2 separate regions of the Mus musculus genome follow, and region 2 is linked to region 1. The links are chromatin contacts, called in public Hi-C maps. All regions are on one chromosome and are shown on one strand. The core of a region is the stretch at or near the end of the contact, and the rest is flanking DNA. Distances in the headings are between cores, read along the strand shown. Region 1 has its middle 4.3 kb from the start of Mir99a. Region 2 has its middle 180 kb from the start of Mir125b-2.

Region 1 (5,838 bases), core at 1,540-4,039:
TTCTCCTACTTATTAAAACTGTAGTAAATAATCAACAATCATGCATCCAATTGTAGTAAAAGTATTTCCTTATATATTTATACATTTTATGTTTAAAAAAAAGAAAGAGGAAACACTGGCTGTAGCTTTTATTACTACAAAATATACTTTGACATTATTGTCTTACTAGATATATGGAAAAGATTAAAAATAAACTATGAGCTTATACTTTTCTATCAGATTTTTACTTCCTTTTATAATGTATAACCACTGAGAACATATTTTCCTTTTCATTAAATAGCTTCCTATTCAACCATCTTGTACCTGAATTGTATAAATCAACATACACATATGTCCTCAGAATGATGGACACTGGGCATTGATCACAAAACCAAACAAAAGGTTGACAAAGGCAAGTAATACTGTAAACTCTTGAAGGAAAACCATCAGTGAAAATCCCAAATACGTAGCTTCATAAAGGGAAGGACCATTTCTTATACCAAACACAGACATAATCATTTTCTCTTTAATATTCTAAGATTAATTACTCTCTACATTTGTGCCTTTTCGTTTTACCTGAGATGATTTTCTCCTGTGGTCATTCTCTTCTCTTCTCATATGCACTTTAAGTGTTCCCCTAAAACAACCACAAAAGGAAAAATATCAGACAACTGCCACCTACAGGGATCATCTGTGTAGATTGGGAGCAAAGGAAGGAGGTGGCCGGGAAGACAGGACAATGTCAAAATGGGGGAAAGCCTTAAAAGTCTATTCCTTAAGGCTTGGCAGGGTCTGAGGGCCCCACCCCAGGATACTCATATGACACAGAAATACTTTCACAGTTTGCAGCTACATGTTCATTCTGGTTGGTGTTGCTTTCCCGGGAACAGTTCTCAAAGTGAAAGGACGTGTCTCTTACGGAAGCGACTGGGTTCTTCACAATGAAGGGGTGAAAGCTGAAAAGAGCTTTGGATTTGGCATGGAGCTTAATAAGATAATTAAGAGTGTGGAGATTAATGGCTCCTAAAATAAGATTCAAAATAATGTTTTTTAAACTAAAGAATCATGAAACATGAAAACAGGTTTATCAATATTAATTAAGCCTTTGGAAGTTGGCTTTCTAATAACAAAGGAGGAAGAAGAGCTATTCTGCAAATAATTAGTGAATAATAACCGATAAAGTCAATAAAACATTGCTTCAAATATTATCTTTATATTAGGTCTGGGTAACTGTTAATCCTTTCATAATATAACTGAAAAGAAGACAGAATTAACCAGCTGTATAATATTTCTCTTTGTTTATCCTTGATGTTTATGATATCATGAAATATAATTTTAAAATCATAACAATTATGCTAAAGTTTTCTTCTCATAGCTAATATTATCATGCCAGTTCTTAGTATGAACATTGTAATCTTCATTGATACACACTGCATATCTCAAAACGTTTTTTTCTTTTTAGAGATTTTCTTGCATGTTTAGAAACATTGTTTAGTAAAGAAGTTTTTAAAGGGGGCATATCATTTAACCCTCTACCACTAAAATAGGAAAAGCTGCATTTTGTTACAAGACGTTGACTTGCTCAGCAATTTCCTTCTACAAATAGAGAAAATAATTAGAATGCAATGTATTCACCTGCCGAGCCAAAGCAACTCTGAACTTGAAAGCAAGTTTGTACAGACTTTCCCCACCACAACAGTGAAGGGCAACTTCCAACGCTTCCCAACTGCTCTAGGGCAAATTCTTTTTCCTTGTATTTTTAGAAGTAGAATTATTAAGGAACAAGCTATTTTTTTTACTTCGCAACGGAGAATCCGCTCTGTTTATTCCCATCTCTCCTCTACTGAAACCGGCATGAAAAGAAATTTTATTTAGCATTATATGGATGCATTTTTGAAGCAAGATCTCTTTTTAGAACTTCGAGAAATTTCTTCTTTTGCATTTAAAATTAGGAGTCACAGAAAAGGTTTTACTTTCCTTACTACTACTGATTCCCAAGCCCGTTTCTCCACAAAATATATTACTGGACACAAAAATCAGAGATAACACACACTACTGTCTGCCTAAAACTTCTGTGAACAACCAAAGCAGGAGCTTATGTCTATAGAGAGTTTTCTTATTCCAGTTTAGTGTCTACGCTAATCACGATTAGAGTAAGAAAGCAAAAGAAAAAAGTGTAAAGTGGGTAATGAGTTAATAAGAACAAATTGAAACTGCAAGGAGTCTAATTTATGGAATAGAAAGCGTAAAAAGAAACAAAAAAAAAGTTATACCTGGTATGAAAGTGCGGGTTCACCAAGTGCAATGTACTGCTCTTAGGCCATTGTTTTTTGAAATAATAACAAAAATAAATAAATAAAAGAAAGAAGGGTCATAGATTTGTGTTGCCTTCCAAGCTGCTTAACGAAGCCCGATGTCTCAGGAGTTAGACAAACCAAAGTTTGCTTTTTTGGGTTTGTCTCGGTTTGCATTTTTGGTTTGTTTTTGTTTTCACGCAGGCATTCCGCATCATTATCAGTATTTTTCAGCACTCTGGCGAATACTGAGAAGCTCAGGGTTTTTGTTTGGTTTGGTTTTTTGTTTTTGTTTTGGATTTTTTTTTTTTCTGTTTCTTCTGGGCTCCCGGTATTTCTCAGAGAAGGAGGTCCAGAGGGCTTGTCTTCATTCTCTTCCTTCTCCATATTCCAGGCACAAAGCACTGCGCAGAATCTGCACCAATCGTTGCCACCGACTGGCAGCAGAATGGTAGAAGGTGGGAGAGTCCCGGAATCCTTCCAGGCTGACTTGAGAAACGAGGACTGCACACGTTCGTCTCCCGAACCGAAGGGGTGAAAAGGCTGGGTGCCAGTTTGCTACTCGGCTGCAATGATCTCATGCTCACTGCTCTGTCGTCCTGTCCGACCAGTTCAAATGCCTGTTCATTATAAACCAAATACATACATACATAAATAACCCAAACTACTTGAATTCTTCAGTAACCAAAAGAAGAAAAAAAAAAGGAAAAAGAAAAGATATTAACATAAAAATTAAAAAACAAAACAAAACAGCAGTCAGGAAAGGTAAAAAAAAGAAAGAAAGAAAAGAAAACAAAAGAAAAAAAGCACATACAATTTAGGATTCACTTGTTATGCCTCAATATTCTGTTATTATTTTCCTTTTCTCTCTCTCTTTAGAGATAAGCAGCCGAATTTATCAGGCGTGAAAGGGACAGCCTCCTGGTGGCCTGCCAAAAGCCCAGAATAAAGACGAGGTTGTGCTTCAAAGCTCAGTTGCTTGCTGAGACTGGCTAAAGTCAAGTCTTAAGATCCACCATTTTCTGATCCTTGCTAGAAAAGAAGAAAAAAGTCAGGGCCGTTTGCTGCTTCCAAGTCTCCGTTGGCACCATCACAAAATCTCAGTCGTCAGGTCACATGATTCTCTGCCAAATGTAGAGTGAGGCATTCCCATCAACCATTCTGCTGATACTGCGAAGGCAGCTATTGTCTCGTTTAGACCCAAAGTTCAGCCCACTCTTCATTGAATTAGCTGAAAAACGCATCACCTTTGGGGGCTGGGAGTCATGGAAACGTCTACCTGGCAAGCTGCCCACTTTTTCTGCCCATCAACCAGAGATGGGATTGTGCTGCTTAACGCAGTCATGACTTGGAATGTGAAGAGTGGTCCAAAGTGAATCTCATTCTTACAACGCCTGTTTCATTTGCACAGAAAACTCTGGCTCATAGGAGAGAGGGAGAGGGAGGGGAGGGGGAGAGGGAGAGAAGGAGGGAGAGGGAGGGAGGGTGAGAGAGAGAGAGAGAGAGAGAGAGAGAGAGAGAGAGAGAGAGAGAGAGAGAGAGAGAGATCTTTCCTACAAAAAATTAGCAAATAAAGGTCTGAACATGCTTACTTTGCAACTTTGTTTCTCAACGCACCCGAATGGTTCTCAAACCGGAAGACTGAATGCCCTGCCCTGCGAGTTTTCGTCATTAAAGGCATATCTGTTTTCTTGTCTTTCTTTCTTTTTTTTTTTTTTTTGTAAACGCAACAAGCCTAGCACATTTGTTTTATTCTCCCACTTTAAGACTTTGAAACAAAACCAAACCTCCCAGTTTTCCTTTTTGCATTTTTATTACTTTCTGATTTTTATCTAGCACCAATTTTGTGCTACATGGCCACAATATCCACTAGCAACAGAGATGCATTATTGCTACCATCTCCAACAAAGTGGTCCCTTGAGAGGATGGGGTGTCTCTTCCAGCAGGCAAACCCCTGCAATTGGGTCTTGCGATAATCCCCATCACTACCTAGCACAGCTGCTATGCAAGTTTTCGGAGATTGACACATGTGAGAAGTGTTCTTTCTGTTCTCTGACTGGCTGCGGGTTGCCTGTGTGGCATGAAAGATGCCTTTGAAAGATTCAGGGAGCATATCAACAGCTCTTAGGCAATAAAATGAACAGCTTCCCCCTCCCTGGTGAATTTCCATTCTAGCATGCAATGAGATTTTTTTCCCATGTACAAACATTTCCATACTTCCTAACAAGAGTGGAGTGAATTCAATCTTTAAATATTCCCTTAAGCAGAATGTTAAGCCAAGTAGCAGAGCAAGCATCGTTAACATATAAGTCAAAATTCAGAGGACAATGCAGAAGACCTACATTTTCATACATGATTGAAAAATTTGTAGTGATTGTATATTAAAGTCACTTATGTTTGTAGTAAGTCTAGAATTATGTTCATTGCCTTATCTGAGTAATGGATCCATGTCCCTCTCCAGGAATGCACATATATTAAATATTATTTGATAGTTAAAACACGACTTGCCTAAACATTATTTGTGAAAGTCAGAACTCGGAAACATCCCATCAATGGATTTAAAGGTTATTATCTTATTCACGAGGTCACTTTAGGAGCAGTAAGGGGTGAATATCACATGCCCATATGGGAAACATCACAAAATCCGGCCTGTCTGTAATTGAAAACTGCACGAAGTTCTACACAGTAGAACTTGACCTTAAACATGTGCTGAAGTTTGCGATTGTTTTTCTCCTAGACTGAAAAATCCTGGGCAACGTTTTCTAGAGTCTTAACCACAGCACTAAAGAGTGTTGGGTAGGGAGAATTGTACAATGCATATTTAAAGCCCTGTATGTTCAGGATGCACAAAATAGGTGACAGACATAGAATGAGAAGTGTAAATTTGTAGTGACCGTTCAGTTATGCGGCAATTAAGCACTAGTGTTTGATAGGTTTTACACTGGGTATAGGGGACTAGCGCTAGAGACTCCTATGAGGTGTCATTCAGTAAATACTTTTAAATAAGAAAAGCCCGTGGTAAAGTAGCTAAGTTGGTATCCAGAGGAAATTTATTAAGGTGAAACTCTTTATGAAACAAGCAGGAAGATATTGAAGAACAGAAAGGAAATGCATATTAAATATAAATTACCTATGGAAGTCTTTCCTCAATCCGAACTATTCCCTTTCAGTAAAAACTCATTAATTAGGTTTTCACAATTTTATGTTTAACTTCCATAAATTAACTGATATAAAAGTTGTATGGTGGCCTCGCAATTCCAAATGAAAGAAACAAAGAAAAAGAAAGAAGCAAACTTTTGTGTTTAAGAGCATGGAATAAATATTTTTATTTAAATCTTCTATTAAATACCACCAATATATCCCAAAGAATATGTATAAAACAGATAGAAAGAGACTGTGACAGACTGAGGACTGGCATGCCCATAATTCCCTTCACCTTTTGACTGGTGTTTGCTGGTTTGTTTGTTTGTTTTCAACTCTTTGGTTTTTGTTTGTTTTTCAGTCATGGCATCAGAAGAACAGTGGCCCACAGGGACAGTAATTATTGGGACAATACTGTTTTAAT
Region 2 (5,838 bases), core at 1,952-4,451, 230 kb before region 1:
AGGACCTCATATCCCAAACAGAAGGAACTCAAAATACTCAAAAACCATTAAAGAAATGTAAAAAGTTGACAAGTGCCTTAAGTCGCTATCTTGCCAAACAAGACAGATAAATCAGTAAAGCATGATTAAAATGTTCACCATTTCTTATTGTTAGAAAAACAAAACTTGACGTTATGATGAAGTATCACTTTTGTGATATTCATTCTGCTATGTTCCAAAGGATCACAGGTGTTAACCTGGAGGTGAAGCAGATGGAGCCCTTGTGCAATGCTGATTTGATAGAGGCATTTTATAAAACGATATGCAAATCCTTTATCAGATGGTAATAATGGAATTATCATATGATCCAGAAATCTCTCTTCCGGAGACTTAAAATCAGTATGCCAAAAGTACTCCTTGTTAATTGACAGGTAATTTAAAATAACCAAGATATGGTAAACATCTAGGTTTCCATCAATGAATGAACAGATTAAAAGGGAATCATGTATATACAATGGAATATTATTCAATCGTAACAAGCCTTTTGTTTGCTTGTTTGTTTGTTTTTGGCATCTGTGAGAACATGGATAAATCTGGAAGATATATTAGCTGAAATAATCCAGACCCAGAGAACAAAGACCACATGAATTCACTTATGTGTGGAATCTAAAACACTTCCCTCAGAAGTAGAGACTAAAGTGAGGATTGTCAAAATCTGCATCTCCACGGATGGAGAGAAGAGACACAATGACCACTAGGCACAAATATTCAGTTCAGTGGGAGGTACTAATTCTGGTGTTCTGTGGGCATAGCATTCACATATTCAGTTCATAGCAAACTATTTTACATTTCAAAATGGATAATAAAAGGGTTATCAATGCTCTTACACAAGGAGATGATGTTGTATTTGATGGATTTGCTGTGAGCTCTCAATTTGATTACTTCACAAGGTTCAAATTAACTAAAATATTAAATTGTGCCCTATACATTTCAAACAACTATCATATACCAATTAAAATAAGGTAAGATAATAAAAATATACATAACTTGCATTTTATGTATCCTTTATAGGATATATAAATCTCTAATAACATATAGAAATTATTCACTTTTATTTAAAGCAATAAATATAGAGAATGTTGTTAGTAACTCTTAAAGTAGCTTAGCTAAAACTTATTTCCTTTAGTATTATTTCCTGAAAACTGTTGGAAATACATTTGTAAATTTAACAACAGGAAAATATAACAAGAAAAATTGTACATCTGGGTAACGATTTTTCATCACCATTTTTATAAGGCCAATTTTTACATTTCCATCCATGTTCACCAGTGTTCCAAAGTGGAGGGCAGTCCTGTACTCCCTTCCAGAGAGCACCATTAATGTTTGCAGATACTGCTTTATTATCGTAGTAAATAAGAGAAATTATAAGGTGGGTGTGGCTGGTCTTTCATAGGTGGAGACCAGAAGCCAAACATTACTTCATGCAGCTAAAAAGAGGCCTCTGGCCATATTGGTGAAAAACCATGAAGCCTCTTTTACATTCATTGTAGGAAAAATTATACTACTCCTTGACATAGTTCTACCTGAAGACCCAGATATACTGCTCCTGAGCATATACCCAACCACAGGGCATGTCCTCCACTATGTTCATAGCAGCCTTATTCATAGTAACCAGAAACTGGATATAACTCAGATATTCCTCAAATGAAGAATGGATACAGAAAATGTGGTTCATTTATACAATGGAATGCTATCAGCTATTTAAAATGAGGACATTATGAATTTTGCAGCAAATGGATGGAACTAGAAAATATCATCCTGAATGAGGATAGACTAGACTGAAAATGACATGCATAGTATGCACTTACTGACAAGTGGATATTAGTCATAATGTATGCAATACCCATACTATACTCCACAGACCTAAAGAAGTTAAAGAGAAGGAAGTGGGGATGCTCCAAGTCCATTTAGAAGGGGGAACAAAATAATCCTGGAGGCAGAGGGAGGGAGAAACATGGATGGGAGAGGGGATGGGGAGGGTAAAGAAGGGCAGGATGAGGTATGGGGAGAGACAGGAGAGAGGCCCAGGGGGTCAGGAGAGTGAATGGAAATGTGTAGCTGCAGGGGTGGGGACATGGGAGGAAGCTCTAGGAAGTCCCAGAGACCTGGTATAAGGGAGGCTAGAAGTCAATGTGGTTGACCTTAGCTGAGATACCTAACATGGGGACATGGAACCTGAAGAGGCTCTTGTACCCAGGCAGGACCTCAAGTGGAGGGATAAGGACACTAACTCACCCACAAAACTTTCAACCCCAAAGTTGCCATCTTTTAAGCAACTGCAGGAACAAAAATGGAGCAAAAACTGAAGGCATGGCTGACCAGTGACAGGCCCAACTTGAGACCCATCCCATGGGCAAGTACCAACCCCTGACATTATTAATGATATTCTGTCATGCTCCCCTACAGGAGCCTTGCTTAAATGTCTTGAGAGGCTCTACCCAGCAGTCTACTGAAACAGATGCAGATACAGCCAAACACTGAATGGAAGTTGGGAACCCTTATGAAAGAATTGGGGAAAAGAATTGAAGGTCCTGAAGTGGGTAGGAACCCCACAGGAAGACCAAATGTGTCAACTAACCTGGACCCCTGCGAACTCTCAGAGATTGAGCCACTGACCAAAGGGTGAAAATAATATGGGCAGGACCTAGGCTCCTGGCACATATGTAGCCGAGGGCTGCCTTGTTTGGCCTCAGTGAGAGATGATGCACCTTATCCTGCACCAGAGTAGGGGGCAGGTCTAGGAGGGGCAGAGGAGAGGGGGAAGGACTCTGTGAGGGGGGAGCAGGAGGGGAGCAGAAACTGGGATGTAAATTAATTAATTCATTAAAAAGGAAAATTCAAATGAAAACAAAAGAAACAGACAAAAAAAACCCCAAAAGGAACAAACAAACAGAACAAACAAAACAAGCAAAACAACTCTCCAAACAAAAACATGAAGACAGAACTAACTCCAAAGGGTTTTGGGAAGTCTCTGAAATGACCAGAGTGTGTAAGTGAAAACGGCTGAGAGTCACTCCTAGACCTTACAAGCTGCAGAGGAGACTTTGAGACAAGCCAGCCTCCTGTTAAAAAAAAAAAAAAAAAAAAAAAAAAGCAAGGCACCAGCCAAGAAGCCTGAGATTAGGAGAGCAGCCAGCTGAGCTGCCTAGGAGAAACAAAGACCAGCTGAGCCTTCTGGAAAGGGGACAGTTGGGCTGTGCAGTGGGCTTCCAGTTCCTAACTTTTATAATCTTTCATCCAGGCTGTGGTCGGCTTTTGTAGTTCAACTCTTTTTCACCATTTTTGCTCCTAGAGCAGCTCCTAACTCATAGTCCTGTAATATAACTCATTGGTTCACCAAAAAACAAAACAAAAACAAAAACAAAAACAAAAAAAGCCAAAACAAACAAACAAAAATCTTTGAACCCTTCTCATAGTCCTCCTTGCTATAACTTAATTGTTTTAGATAACATATTCAATAAAAACTAAAAGCAGCCATAAAATATCTTATAAAGGAATGGCCCAGTCTGGGAATATAGCTCATTGGTATTTTCTAGAATATATGTGACCCTAGATTCAGTTCCAACACTGACAACGACAAGAATATCACCAACAACAAAATGACCACTAAAGAAACATTAAAATGTCTGAGCCACAACAACAAAATAATTCTCTGTGTTCAAACTCAATTTGGCAATGGTAATCATCCCAGAATAACAGGGGCCATGTCTCAACTTGTAAAATGCTTGCTGTGTAAGCATGAAGACTTGGGTTGACATTCTAACACTCAAAGACAGAGACAGGAAATCTCTGCTGTTTACTTGGCCAATCAGCCAGCCCAAAGCAACAAGCGCCGAGTTTCAGTGACAGACTGTGTCTCAAAAAAACCCAAGGTGGAAAGTGATTAAATAAGACATCTGCACTGACTTCTTTCCTTCATTTTAACATCCATACAAGTAGACATAAAACTACCTGTCTATACATACACACAGGCATACACACGCATACAGAAAATCTATCAAATTTATCTATGAAATAGCAAGTATGATGTACTGATAAATCCCTAGTGTTCTAAAAACTATGAGATAGGTTTTATTTACTTTCCAAAATACCCATTCGAAGTATTTAGTATCATCATTTATTTACTAGTTTATCATATACAACCCTGTGTTAGTGATATTCTATCTTATAGTAGCTATAAAGTTTTCAATACATACAAAGGCACTACCGTTGGCTGAGGCTCTAAGTGTTCAATCACATAAGACTGCAAGGGGCATGTCACATTCAAACAAGCTGGAACTAACAAGGGATTTAATTATGTTTTGCTCTATTCCATAGTGTAAACGTTTCCTGTTATTCCTAAGACACGATGCTCTCAAGTTTTGTAGGGGTCTAGTCAATTGATTTATGTGATCGTGCCAATGAGGATGTATTAGCTCAAGTTCGTCTGTTTACCAAAATACTGTGCTTTTCTGAGATTTCCTTTTACATATTTGGACCTCTGTGTTTTGTTTTTTGCCATGTAATTATTAATCTTCAAGACACATTAAGATTTATTTTGTTAGGGCATGGGCTGTGGACCAGTTATGTTGCTCTGATAGTTTATTGGTGATCCAAAATTAGACAGAGAAACTGAAAGTAAATGGAGCAAATAGTTTTATGACTATAAAACCTCATGTAAAAAGAGTACTGACATTTCATATATCCTATTTTTAGTTCCCTGGTAATTAATTTCTTAATACATCCAATAAATATGGCAATTCTTAAAGATTAAAGTAGAAGACAAACTGGCCACCACTTTAGGGCATTTGAGAAGTACTGTAGTCACAACTTAAGATCTTTTTCTCATCCCATCATTAACTTTACTAATGATATATTCTTTCACTACTTACTTGAGTTTACTACACACAAATGTTTCATTATTTATAACGTTTTTCTCATTTATTCTAACCTTCATCACACAAAATCATGATTTTATGTGTTGTTATAACATCAGAATATTTTCAATGTTTCTTAAAATCATATAGAATTTACTTTTTTATAAGATGAGATCTGACTTACTGAAGTGTTTTGCCAAGTGAATTAGTTATTTTTATATGACTGTGATAAAATCACGTGACAAAAACAGCAACTTAAGAAAGGGTTTGTTTTATATCTTATGGTTATATATGTCTTATGATTATGTATGTCTAATTATGTATCTCTAAAGAGGCAGAGTCCATCATAGCAAGGAAGGCGTGGCCAGGTGGGTGACTAGAGCAGGATGCAGGGAGATCACACTTCCCCCCCAGGGAGGAAGGAGAGGGAGGGCAAGAAGAGAAAGCAGGGAGGCTCTAACATTCAAAGTCCACCCCAGCAAAGCTCTCTCCAGCAAGTCTCCTCCTTGTGATTATTCTGTAGCCAATTGTAGAGAGAATATCTTATGTCTGTATGACTGTGTCAGCTAACAATAGTAAGTCTGATGGCCTATAGCTTAGGCAGGAAGTAGGATGTGCAACATCCAGTAGGCAGAAAGGATTCTGGGATAGTGCCAGGTGTGAGATTCGCCCAGGGAAGATGTGATAAGATAGAGGCCTGGTACCAGACCATAGGTAACAAGCCATGTGACAGAATGTAGATTAAAATAAATATGTGCTTTTAAGTTATGATCTTGTCAGAGAAGAGCTTAGCTATAAGGCCAAAATATTTGTAAATATATTCTGAGTCTGAGTCTTATTTCGGGGAGTATGGAGATGGGAGGAAGAGCCTTCTAACTTAGACAGCCAATCATGATACCACCAATGAGGACATGAGCCTATGAGGGACTCTTTTCTCCAATCA

The links. A called contact is a pair of places that touch in the nucleus more often than the background predicts.
Region 2: a Hi-C map of uterus shows a contact between it and region 1, with 5 times the contacts expected there. The contact joins two enhancer-like sites. A contact is called at or near these places in 4 of 484 Hi-C or Micro-C datasets (all in uterus) and 3 of 115 datasets of contacts at active chromatin or transcription factors (embryonic forebrain, forebrain and stem cell-derived neural progenitor cells).

The regions. Positions count from the first base shown.
Region 1 is chr16:77,591,677-77,597,514 of GRCm38.p6, reverse strand. No RefSeq gene overlaps it. Among named protein-coding and RNA genes, the nearest start is that of Mir99a, 4.3 kb to the left of the region's middle. Within about 2 kb of position 2,789, at least 140 of the 459 cell types and tissues checked have an H3K27ac peak or open chromatin away from gene starts, as enhancers often do. A contact at or near this core is called in forebrain and uterus, where this site is marked.
Region 2 is chr16:77,824,829-77,830,666 of GRCm38.p6, reverse strand. No RefSeq gene overlaps it. Among named protein-coding and RNA genes, the nearest start is that of Mir125b-2, 180 kb to the right of the region's middle. Within about 2 kb of position 3,201, at least 32 of the 459 cell types and tissues checked have an H3K27ac peak or open chromatin away from gene starts, as enhancers often do. A contact at or near this core is called in forebrain and uterus, where this site is marked.